Regions from separate parts of the Hordeum vulgare genome. Here region 1 is linked to region 2. A link is a contact called in public Hi-C data. All regions are on one chromosome and are shown on one strand. Each heading gives the region's core, a stretch centred on a gene start, on an enhancer-like site or on the middle of the called end of the contact. The rest is flanking DNA. Distances are from core to core; before and after follow the strand shown.

Region 1 (5,099 bases), core at 1,288-3,787, 260 kb after region 2:
AACTCATCGAGTTTAGCTATTAACACCCCTCTTGACCCAGCATATGCCATCATAAAAGCTTGGTTATACCTATCTGTTTGCTTGATGCTACTCCAAAAAGGTGACCCGGTGTACTCTGAATAAGTCAATCCATGTTGACCGTGAACTTGTTAAGGTTAAAACACCGGCTTAAGTCACGTAAGAGAAGGCTTACAAAAAGCGAGGATGAACCATAGGCTATCACGCTAGCTTCATTGAAGCAAGACCCGAGCCTCGAATGCCGGTCCTATGCCGAGCCTCCAAGCCGGCTTAATATTATGCAAATTCTATATTTCCATTGTTGATTATATATATATATATATATATATATATATATATATATATATATATATATATATATATATATATATATGGATTGACTATTCGTCACTCTGGGTGAGGAATAGTTATTCTTCACCCCCTCTATTTTCATATCAATGCATCGTAATTTTACGTTCCGTAAATTTTATCTTATTTCATATGTAAAAAAAGACCATAGTAAAATATATAGACACCATAAAAATATTTTATGTTATGTAAAATAACAAACATAAAAAATAGTGTAAAATATACATAAAATGCGTTTTTCTGGTCTTATGACCTATATTTTTGTTTTCTTATGTCAAACTTTACGTAGTGAACTAGTATAAATGTAAATATTTGCATTTTAAATGTAATTTAATTATAAAATGATTGTAAGATTACCTCGGGTGATGAATATATATATATATATATATATCGTAAAGTACCTCGGGTGAAGAATAACTTATTCATCACCCATGGTGCAGAATAAGTTATTATTCACACGAGATAATTTTATGATTGTTTTTAAATAATTTTTATTTAAAATACAAATAGTTACATTTATATTGATTTACGACGTAAAATTTGACACAAGAAAACAAATACATAGGCCACAAGACCACAAAGAATGCATTTTATGTATATTTTACGTTATGTTTTTATGTTTGTAATTTTACGAGACATAAAATATCTTTTAGGGTGATTGTATATTTACTTACGGTATTTTTTTTACGTATAAAATAATAAATTTTTTACAAAATATAAATTATATTGAATTAAAGTTAATATAGAAGGGGGTGAAGATAATTATTCCTCACCTAAGGTGACGAATAGTCAAACTCTAAGTTGTTCGTACAGTTCTAGTAAGTTATCCACTTTATCACCCATAAGTAAAAAAACTTTGTTTTTTATATGTCTAACTTTTAATAATAATTATAGCAGTCTAAACAATTCAAAAAGGAAGGTAATATTCTTATTCCTCAAGCACTTTTGCACTAAAACCCCTAACCTTTTTGAGCATCAATCCACTCTCTATGATTTTTTTTGCTTCATACATCACATATATACGAGATCAAAATCCTATGATGGCATGTAACTTTTCTACATGTTTGCTATGCTCCATAAATAAGGGGATACCACGCTTACGATCAACGATCAAACGTGGAGACACGCAAGTGCCGGGTTGCGGCCTTGTTGATCAAGCCGTCCTATAATATGCATGTGTCCGTGTTTTGTTCATACGTCATACGATACTAGAATCTTTGTTTGTACATCTTTTTTATGGATCTCGATCTAGACTCTCGTCAAAGTCGAACCTTTCCTAAGCTCTTTCATGAATATGCCACGTGACGGAGGAGCAGCAGACGCAACCGTTGAATGAGGTTAGTGATCTCACGACAATCCAACGAGATAATTCATTTGGGTATCCGTGCACTGATCGATTTCGAACACGGAGAGCATGGAAGCATGGCTAGCCGACATGGCTTCCATGGAGGAAGAGGTGTGCCGAGACCGACGATAAAGCCCAAACCTTGACCTTCTCTCCTACCTAGCCATGAGTCTCCACGTCCTTACCGCACCACTGCCACCCTCGCCCGCTACCAATCTATTGCGAGGTCCGTTCATAGCCACATCGGCTCAGCTCTGTCGGCGTTTCCTGATGAGTAGAGCGAGGAAAATGACCTTGCAGCGGGTGTTTAGAGCGGCTCGCTGACGTCTTGGCATGAATGCCACCAGACTGACAACGTCATCCCTCTGCCATGTGGCTGCAAGGTCGTACACAACCAGCAATAGCGTCCACCCGATTACAGCCCGCGTAGCGGTTTGGATTTGTCCATCCATCCAAATTTCAAGGTAAGCAAGACGTTAGTCTTCTACACGTAAAATTTTGAAAATATTCAACATTACCTTACTTTGGCATGGTTGAATGACAAGTGTATCGTGCGGTGGTTGAGCTTGTTGTGTTTGGGTTAATCATGTTTTTACATATTGTGATTAGATAAACATCACAATCATTATCAACGAAGACGCGAAACAGGATAAACGGTGACATGGATATCGCGATGTGCTGAAATGAAGGACGTGACCTTTGGGTCTTGATCCATGTTTACTGAGATAGAGGCCTGTATTTTTTTTCCCGTTGAGCTAGACTCTCAAGCGTCAAAAAGCCATCGTTCTCCAATAAACCGTGCACAGACAGCTGGGTCCCGCATCCCAGCCCCACCGGCCATTTGCCTCCGTTCGTTCATCTCCTCCGCCTCTCCACCGTCCCTCCTCCTTTCTCTTCCCTCCCTCATCTCGTGTCGGCTCGAAAGTCGAAACCCTAGACCAATTACCCTCCCCTCGCAGGTAGGAACAGGGACAGAGATGTATGCGGACCAGATCTCCACCGGCCGCAAGCGCTCCATCCACGACCGCCTTGACGCCGACCTCCCCTCCGGCCGCGGCGGCGCGGACTCCACCGGCCGGGCTCGTAACGCGCTGTCCAAGAGGTCAGCTTAAGCTCCGCTCCCACCCGCTCCTTCCATATCGTTGATACGGCTCCATCTGTAACCTTAGCTCAGGGCTTCTCGCTCTGTGCGCTCCTATGTGCTAAGGGATGGTGGAAATTAGGGCGTTATTTTAGGTTGCTCGGGCTGAAGGCGCCGCCCCTAGATTCCATGGCTTCGTTCATGTTAGAATTTAGGTGCTGGAGAGTAGGGACGAGCTTTGAGCTGCGTGACGTGTGTCGTTTGTCTGAGCGATGGGAATTGTGGTGTCAGATTCAATGATTCAGCACGGCATATATCATGAATTGATCTTTTGGATGCTATGTCATTATGCAGAATAACATGGGAATTGCAGCTTTAAGTTTCTGGGTAATCCTTCTTTTTGTTGTTGTCAAGCGCTTGCTTTACTGTTTTACCTGAGGATTTGTGATTCCATAAGGTTAGTATCATGGTGTGGACTATAGAATGAGCTTGGATAACGCTTATGTGAGCTATAGAAGCTAATGATGAAACCTTGGACACAGTGTTTTACTAAATCTAGCAGTAGCTTATGTAACTGAGGTATGAACTATTGTAGAATCAATCACCAATGCATTGCTATTGATTATTTGATAGATAGTTTGTTATTTCTAAACAAACCAGTCCTACATTCTAGTCTGAAAGTATTGAGGGTGAATAACATGTTGGTTCACTTCTATCCTCATGTATAAACTCGTCCTGTGTAAAGCTTGCTGCATGAGCCTTGATGTGTTTAAGCCTGCTTGTAAAAGAAAGATCAATGCTCTTTGCTAGCATGCATGGTTTCAGTTATTAAGGGATCTATAGTTCATGTGAGCATTGTACTGTTCATGTTTCCCCACTTCACTAGACTAGCAAATTTCACGAGTATTGATTATCTTGACGTATACTACCTGTAGGCAACGACAAACTGATGATAAATGGAAGCATGATCTTTACCGGGATGATGAATCAGCTTCAAGTAATCTATATGTTGATGTATCTTAAATTAAGTAAGGCAAGCTACCTTTTATTTTGGTCCCATTTTAACTTTATCTGTCTGCACTTAAGGATCAGCCGATCCACGGGATTTGCGATTCAAGCTTCAGAGGAAAAGCTCTCAACAAGGGTTTGCTGGCCAAAAGGGTTCCGGGGTACGTGATCTACGTGAGATGTTATCTGGAACAATGCACGCACAACCATCAAATGTTGACCCTCAAAAGAGGAAACCGGTATCAGAGGTCGTGAAAGTCACAAGGCGTGAAAATGCTGATGAAAGGCCTGTCCGCCAAAGTAAGAAAGTATCAAAACCATCATCATCCAAGAAGAGTTCTCAGCCAAAGGTATGGAATCTGTTGGTAATACACAGAGTTTTTGAGCTTCTTGCTTTCCACATGTGCCAGAGTTTGTCATTTGATGCTAGGCTTTATTTGGTGGTTGATTAGCTTGAAGGATCAATTGCTGGAACTGGCCTGTATAATTGGTGCCAAGCATGAAATTTATCGTAACTCTTTTGGATAATGTTATGTTGCTATTTTTGCTTAGCTTACTATGTTTTTCTATTCCATACAGAACATCATTAACACTTGATCCTGGTGATATATTTGTCTGCATTACATAGGTTTGAGCTTTTATTTATTAACGAGTTTGTGTGTGTGTGTGTTTTAGTTTAAGCTCTCTCATTAGCATTTCATTCCCAAAGAACAGTCACTCTTCCTACATACTCCCTCCGTTTCTAAATATAAGTCTTTTTAGAGGTTCCACTAGTGGACTACATACGGATGTATATAGACATACTTTAGAGTGTAGATTCAATCATTTTGCTCCGTATATAGACGCCTAGTAAAATCGCTTAAAAGACTTATATTTCGGAACGGAGGGAGTAGATTACTAGGATAGCCTGTTGTGTGTGTGTTTTAGTTTAAGCTCTCTCGTTAGCATTTCATTCCCAAAGAACAGCCTCTTTTCCTACATAGATAACTAGGATGGCCTATTGTGCATTTTCAGCATTTCCCTCGGATCACGTATGCTGACCTTGATAGAATTTTGAGAAATCCCATTAGCCACTGTCATGTAAGCATATGTACTTCTATAGCTGGATCCTGTGGAAGTTTGGTGCCTCCTGGAAGCAGGATTTGCTATAGGCGAATGTGCACCTGAACTTGTGTGTTTATATAGTCTGGTTTCCATAATACAAGCTTTTAATGAAGGGATAATGGTGCTTTACACTTTGTTATGCTTCCAAGAAAGCAACAATCACATTTGGCTCTATCATTTGTCAAGTGGTCATGC
Region 2 (4,739 bases), core at 1,419-3,918:
GACTAAGGAGATGTTTCTCGTGTATGGAGGTGACGAAAAGCTCGCCGTAAAAGGTTACGTCGATGCAAGCTTTGACACAGATCCGGGCGACTCTAAGTCGCAAACCGGATACGTATTTATTCTTAATGGGGGTGCGGTAAGGTGGTGCAGTTCCAAGCAAAGCGTCGTAGCAGATTCTACATGTGAAGCGGAGTACATGGCTGCCTCGGAGGCGGCGAAGGAGGGTGTCTGGATGAAGCAGTTCATGACGGATCTTGGAGTGGTGCCAAGCGCACTCAATCCAATAACCTTGTTCTGTGACAACACGGGTGCCATTGCCTTAGCAAAGGAACCACGGTTTCACAAGAAGTCCAGACACATCAAACGACGCTTCAACCTCATCCGCGACTACGTCGAAGGGGAGGACGTAAATATATGCAAAGTGCACACGGATCTGAATGTAGCAGACCCGCTGACTAAACCTCTTCCACGGCCAAAGCATGATCAACACCAGAACTGTATGGGTGTTAGATTTATTACAATGTAATTCACATGATGATGTGAGGGCTAGATTATTGACTCTAGTGCAAGTGGGAGACTGTTGGAATTATGCCCTAGAGGCAATAATAAATATAGTTATTATTATAATTCCTGTATCAAGATAATCGTTTATTATCCATGCTATAATTGTATTGAATGAAGACTCATTTACATGTGTGGATACATAGACAAAACACTGTCCCTAGCAAGCCTCTAGTTGGCTAGCCAGTTGATCAAAGATAGTCAGTGTCTTCTGATTATGAACAAGGTGTTGTTGCTTGATAACTGGATCACGTCATTAGGAGAATCACGTGATGGACTAGACCCAAACTAATAGACGTAGCATGTTGATCGTGTCATTTTGTTGCTACTGTTTTCTGCGTGTCAAGTATTTGTTCCTATGACCATGAGATCATATAACAAACTAACACCGGAGGAATACTTTATGTGTATCAAACGTCGCAACGTAACTGGGTGACTATAAAGATGCTCTACAGGTATCTCCGAAGGTGTTCGTTGAGTTAGTATGGATCAAGACTGGGATTTGTCACTCCGTGTGACGGAGAGGTATCTCGGGCCCACTCGGTAATACAACATCACACACAAGCCTTGCAAGCAATGTAACTTAGTGTAAGTTGCGTGATCTTGTATTACGGAACGAGTAAAGAGACTTGCCGGTGAACGAGATTGAAATAGGTATGCGGATACTGACGATCGAATCTCGGGCAAGTAACATACCGAAGGACGAAGGGAATGACATACGGGATTATATGAATCCTTGGCACTGAGGTTCAAACGATAAGATCTTCGTAGAATATGTAGGATCCAATATGGGCATCCAGGTCCCGCTATTGGATATTGACCGAGGAGTCTCTCGGGTCATGTCTACATAGTTCTCGAACCCGCATTATGCGTATTTGAGTTATATGGTTGGTTACCGAATGTTGTTCGGAGTCCCGGATGAGATCACGGACATCACGAGGGTTTCCGGAATGGTCCGGAAACGAAGATTGATATACAGGATGACCTCATTTGATTACCGGAAGGTTTTCGGAGTTACCGGGAATGTACCGGGAATGACGAATGGGTTCCGGGAGTTCACCGGGGGGGCAACCCACCCCGGGGAAGCCCATAGGCCTTGAGGGTGGCGCACCAGCCCTTGGTGGGCTGGTGGGACAGCCTAAAAGGGCCCTATGCGCATTGGAAGAAAAATCAAAGAGAAAAAAAAAGGAGGAGGTGGGAAAGGAAAGAAGGACTCCACCCACCAAACCAAGTAGGACTCGGTTTGGGGGGGAGTCCTTCCCCCCTTTGGCTCGGTCGAGCCCCTTGGGGCTCCTTGAGCCCCAAGGCAAGGTCTCCCCTCTCCCACCTATATATACGGAGGTTTTAGGGCTGATTTGAGATGACTTTTCCACGGCAGCCCGACCACATACCTCCACGGTTTTTCCTCTAGATCGCGTTTCTGCGGAGCTCGGGCGGAGCCCTGCTGAGACAAGATCATCACCAACCTCCGGAGCGCCGTCACGCTGCCGGAGAACTCTTCTACCTCTCAGTCTCTCTTGCTGGATCAAGAAGGCCGAGATCATCGTCGAGTTGTACGTGTGCTGAACGCGGAGGTGCCGTCCGTTCGGCACTAGATCGCGGGACTGATCGCGGGACGGTTCGCGGGGCGGATCGAGGGACGTGAGGACGTTTCACTACATCAACCGCGTTCACTAACGCTTCTGCTGTACGGTCTACAAGGGTACGTAGATCACTCATCCCCTCTCGTAGATGGACATCACCATGATAGGTCTTCGTGCGCGTAGGAAATTTTTTGTTTCCCATGCGACGTTCCCCAACAGTTAACGTGTGAAGAGTAGAAGAAGAGATGAAGAGCAAATGATGAAATCGCTGTCTCATTGATTGAAGATGTGGGTATATATACCCCAGTACAAAGACGGTTACAAGGAGCAGTTGCTAAACTAAAGCAACCGACATAGCAGAGATTATCCCTTAATTAATGTATTTAATTAATTCCTAACAATTAGTACTCATGAAAACATTAAAACACCAGGTGACTGAATGTCAGCCAAGCAGCAGCTTTCTCCTCAAAAGAAAAAAAGAAAAAAAAGAGGAAAAGAAAGCTGGAGAAGAGAAGAACACCGAGGCACCGACCGGTCCAAGTCCAACCCACCCGTCCCCTCCGATCCGGGGGACTCCTCCCCATTCCCAACTCCTAAACCCATCGCCGCCACCGGCACCATCTCCCCCGGCCTCAGCAGCCGCCATGGCCGACGGCGCCAACCCAAACCCCACATCGACACCCAGGCAGAAGGCAGTCCCGGACTGGCTCAACAGCCCGATCTGGTCCACCCCTGCCCCTACCCCGCGCCACCGCTCCCCTCCCCGCGCCCCCTCCCCTCCCCCCCCTCCCCCTCCCAAGCCGCAGCTCGATCCGACCCCGCCGCCCCCTCGTCAACCCGCGCGGCGCGACGGTGCAAGCTCTGACTCCGACTCCGACAGCGTCGGCGTGGACGATGGCGCGGCCACCTCCTCCCGGACCCACCTCGTCGCGGACTTCAAAGCGGCGGTGAGTGTTGGCCTCTCCCGGTCGAGTCACGGGACTTCGCTGTTTAGCTTTGGTTTGTAACTTGTTCGTTCGTTTCCTTGTGTATCGCTGCGTGTAGCTGGAAAGGAAGGTGGTGGATCTGGCAGAGCTGCGGAGGCTCGCGTGCCAGGGCGTGCCAGACGACCCCGCCCTGCGGCCTGTTGTCTGGAAGGTCTGGGAATTCTCCCATTTTCTTCGTATCATTTTTTCCCTATGTGTTTGTGCAGTTTGCTTGGGTCTGGCCAAGTGTTTGCTCTCTCGTTCACATACTAGTGATATGACATGACATTGGCAAGAAAGTTTAAGAGTTACTCCCTCTGTACCTAAATAATCGTAGTTCTCCCCAACTACAATTATTTAGGTATAGAGGAAGTACATTTTTAAGCCCTGATGCTTGTTGATGGCCTCGTATGATCTTTGTTGATTCCATATATGGCATGATGCCCCAATTGAGTCTAGGATGGGGCTGCCATGCTTGGTTCATCTAAATGAGGGTAGTATCGTTTGGTCGGAATGCCACACATTAGATTTATGACAAAAAAAATACCTTCATGTGATTGGTCTTGAAACTTATGCATCATTTGTAATGAAATATGAACATTTATGCTTACTTCACCATGGACTCGCATATTTCATGAAGCGCTCATGGAATTTACTTATATTCCATGAATAAGTCCTTGAACAATTGATTCACAAATAGAACATGGTTTTCAAATATTCTAGATTGGTTCATGAATAGACTTCTGATGCCAAGTTCTCAACTAGGGAAAAATATATTCTCAAGCTTGTCGAGATCTTCCCAGGAGCAAAAATAAATGAGTCTGTAGTTTTTCCTTCTGTTTTGCATTTCTTTGCTATTTTTATGAATTTATTTCATTGCATATCATAATTTGGAACCATGCTCCAATTTTTATCTAGAGGTTTGAGAGTAGCTACTGTTATAGGTTTAGATTAGAAGAAACTGTTGAACAAATGGCAAGTATTTGAGGTAAAATCGATATTGTGAATTTAGTCTGCTGGTGTGGTTGATATTTTTTTCCTTCTTATAATATGTTACAAATTTATTTGACTTTCTTGATAGTTAGCAGCTTCTCTTGGGGTACTTGCCAATGGATCATGCTCTGTGGGCGTATGAACTGGAAAAAAAACGGTCACAGTACAGTGCTTTCAAAGATGAGCTTCTGGTTAACCCTGTAAGTTTCACATTGCGTTGTAAGCCCTTTACCATCGCAGATGCATGCGTTCTGTAGTTCTTTACCATTGCAGATGCATGAGTTCTATAGTTGTTCACCACTTACTATGTGTTTAACTGGATTGAAGAACACTCCCCTAGGAGGGCTAGGAGATCACTGGTGTTGGTGGCTATATATTGAAAGAAAATAAATCCAAATCAGTTACGGGCATGAAATACTCCTTTAACATCTTATGATTTTGTTGGTTTTGGTGACAGGCTGCTAGACAGCCACCTCATGCTGTCTGCCACAATTGTTCCCTCCTAACCATGTGCTACAATCGGTAAAAAATAGATGATATTTAGCAAGTTTGTTTTGGCTTGCAAATGGCAGATATTTTTATTGTCGAGATGGCATTTTCCTCCAATACCTGAATTAAATGCTGATTCATACTGGTG

What was found. Hi-C and Micro-C count contacts between places; a contact is called where the count stands out from the background.
Region 1: a contact with region 2 is called in a Hi-C map of leaf, with 7 times the contacts expected there. The contact joins the promoter of LOC123426501 here to the promoter of LOC123426499 in region 2. A contact is called at or near these places in 5 of 6 Hi-C or Micro-C datasets (leaf and seedling) and 1 of 1 datasets of contacts at active chromatin or transcription factors (embryo).

The regions. Positions count from the first base shown.
Region 1 is chr2H:424,962,018-424,967,116 of MorexV3_pseudomolecules_assembly, forward strand. It overlaps LOC123426501 (ankyrin repeat and SAM domain-containing protein 6-like), which reads left to right and starts at 2,538. Exons shown (of 6, transcript XM_045110342.1): 1 at 2,538-2,813; 2 at 3,728-3,789; 3 at 3,879-4,150. The coding sequence starts at 2,689.
Region 2 is chr2H:424,697,492-424,702,230 of MorexV3_pseudomolecules_assembly, forward strand. It overlaps LOC123426499 (TBC domain-containing protein C1952.17c-like), which reads left to right and starts at 2,669. Exons shown (of 9, transcript XM_045110340.1): 1 at 2,669-3,091; 2 at 3,189-3,281; 3 at 4,198-4,302. The coding sequence starts at 2,789.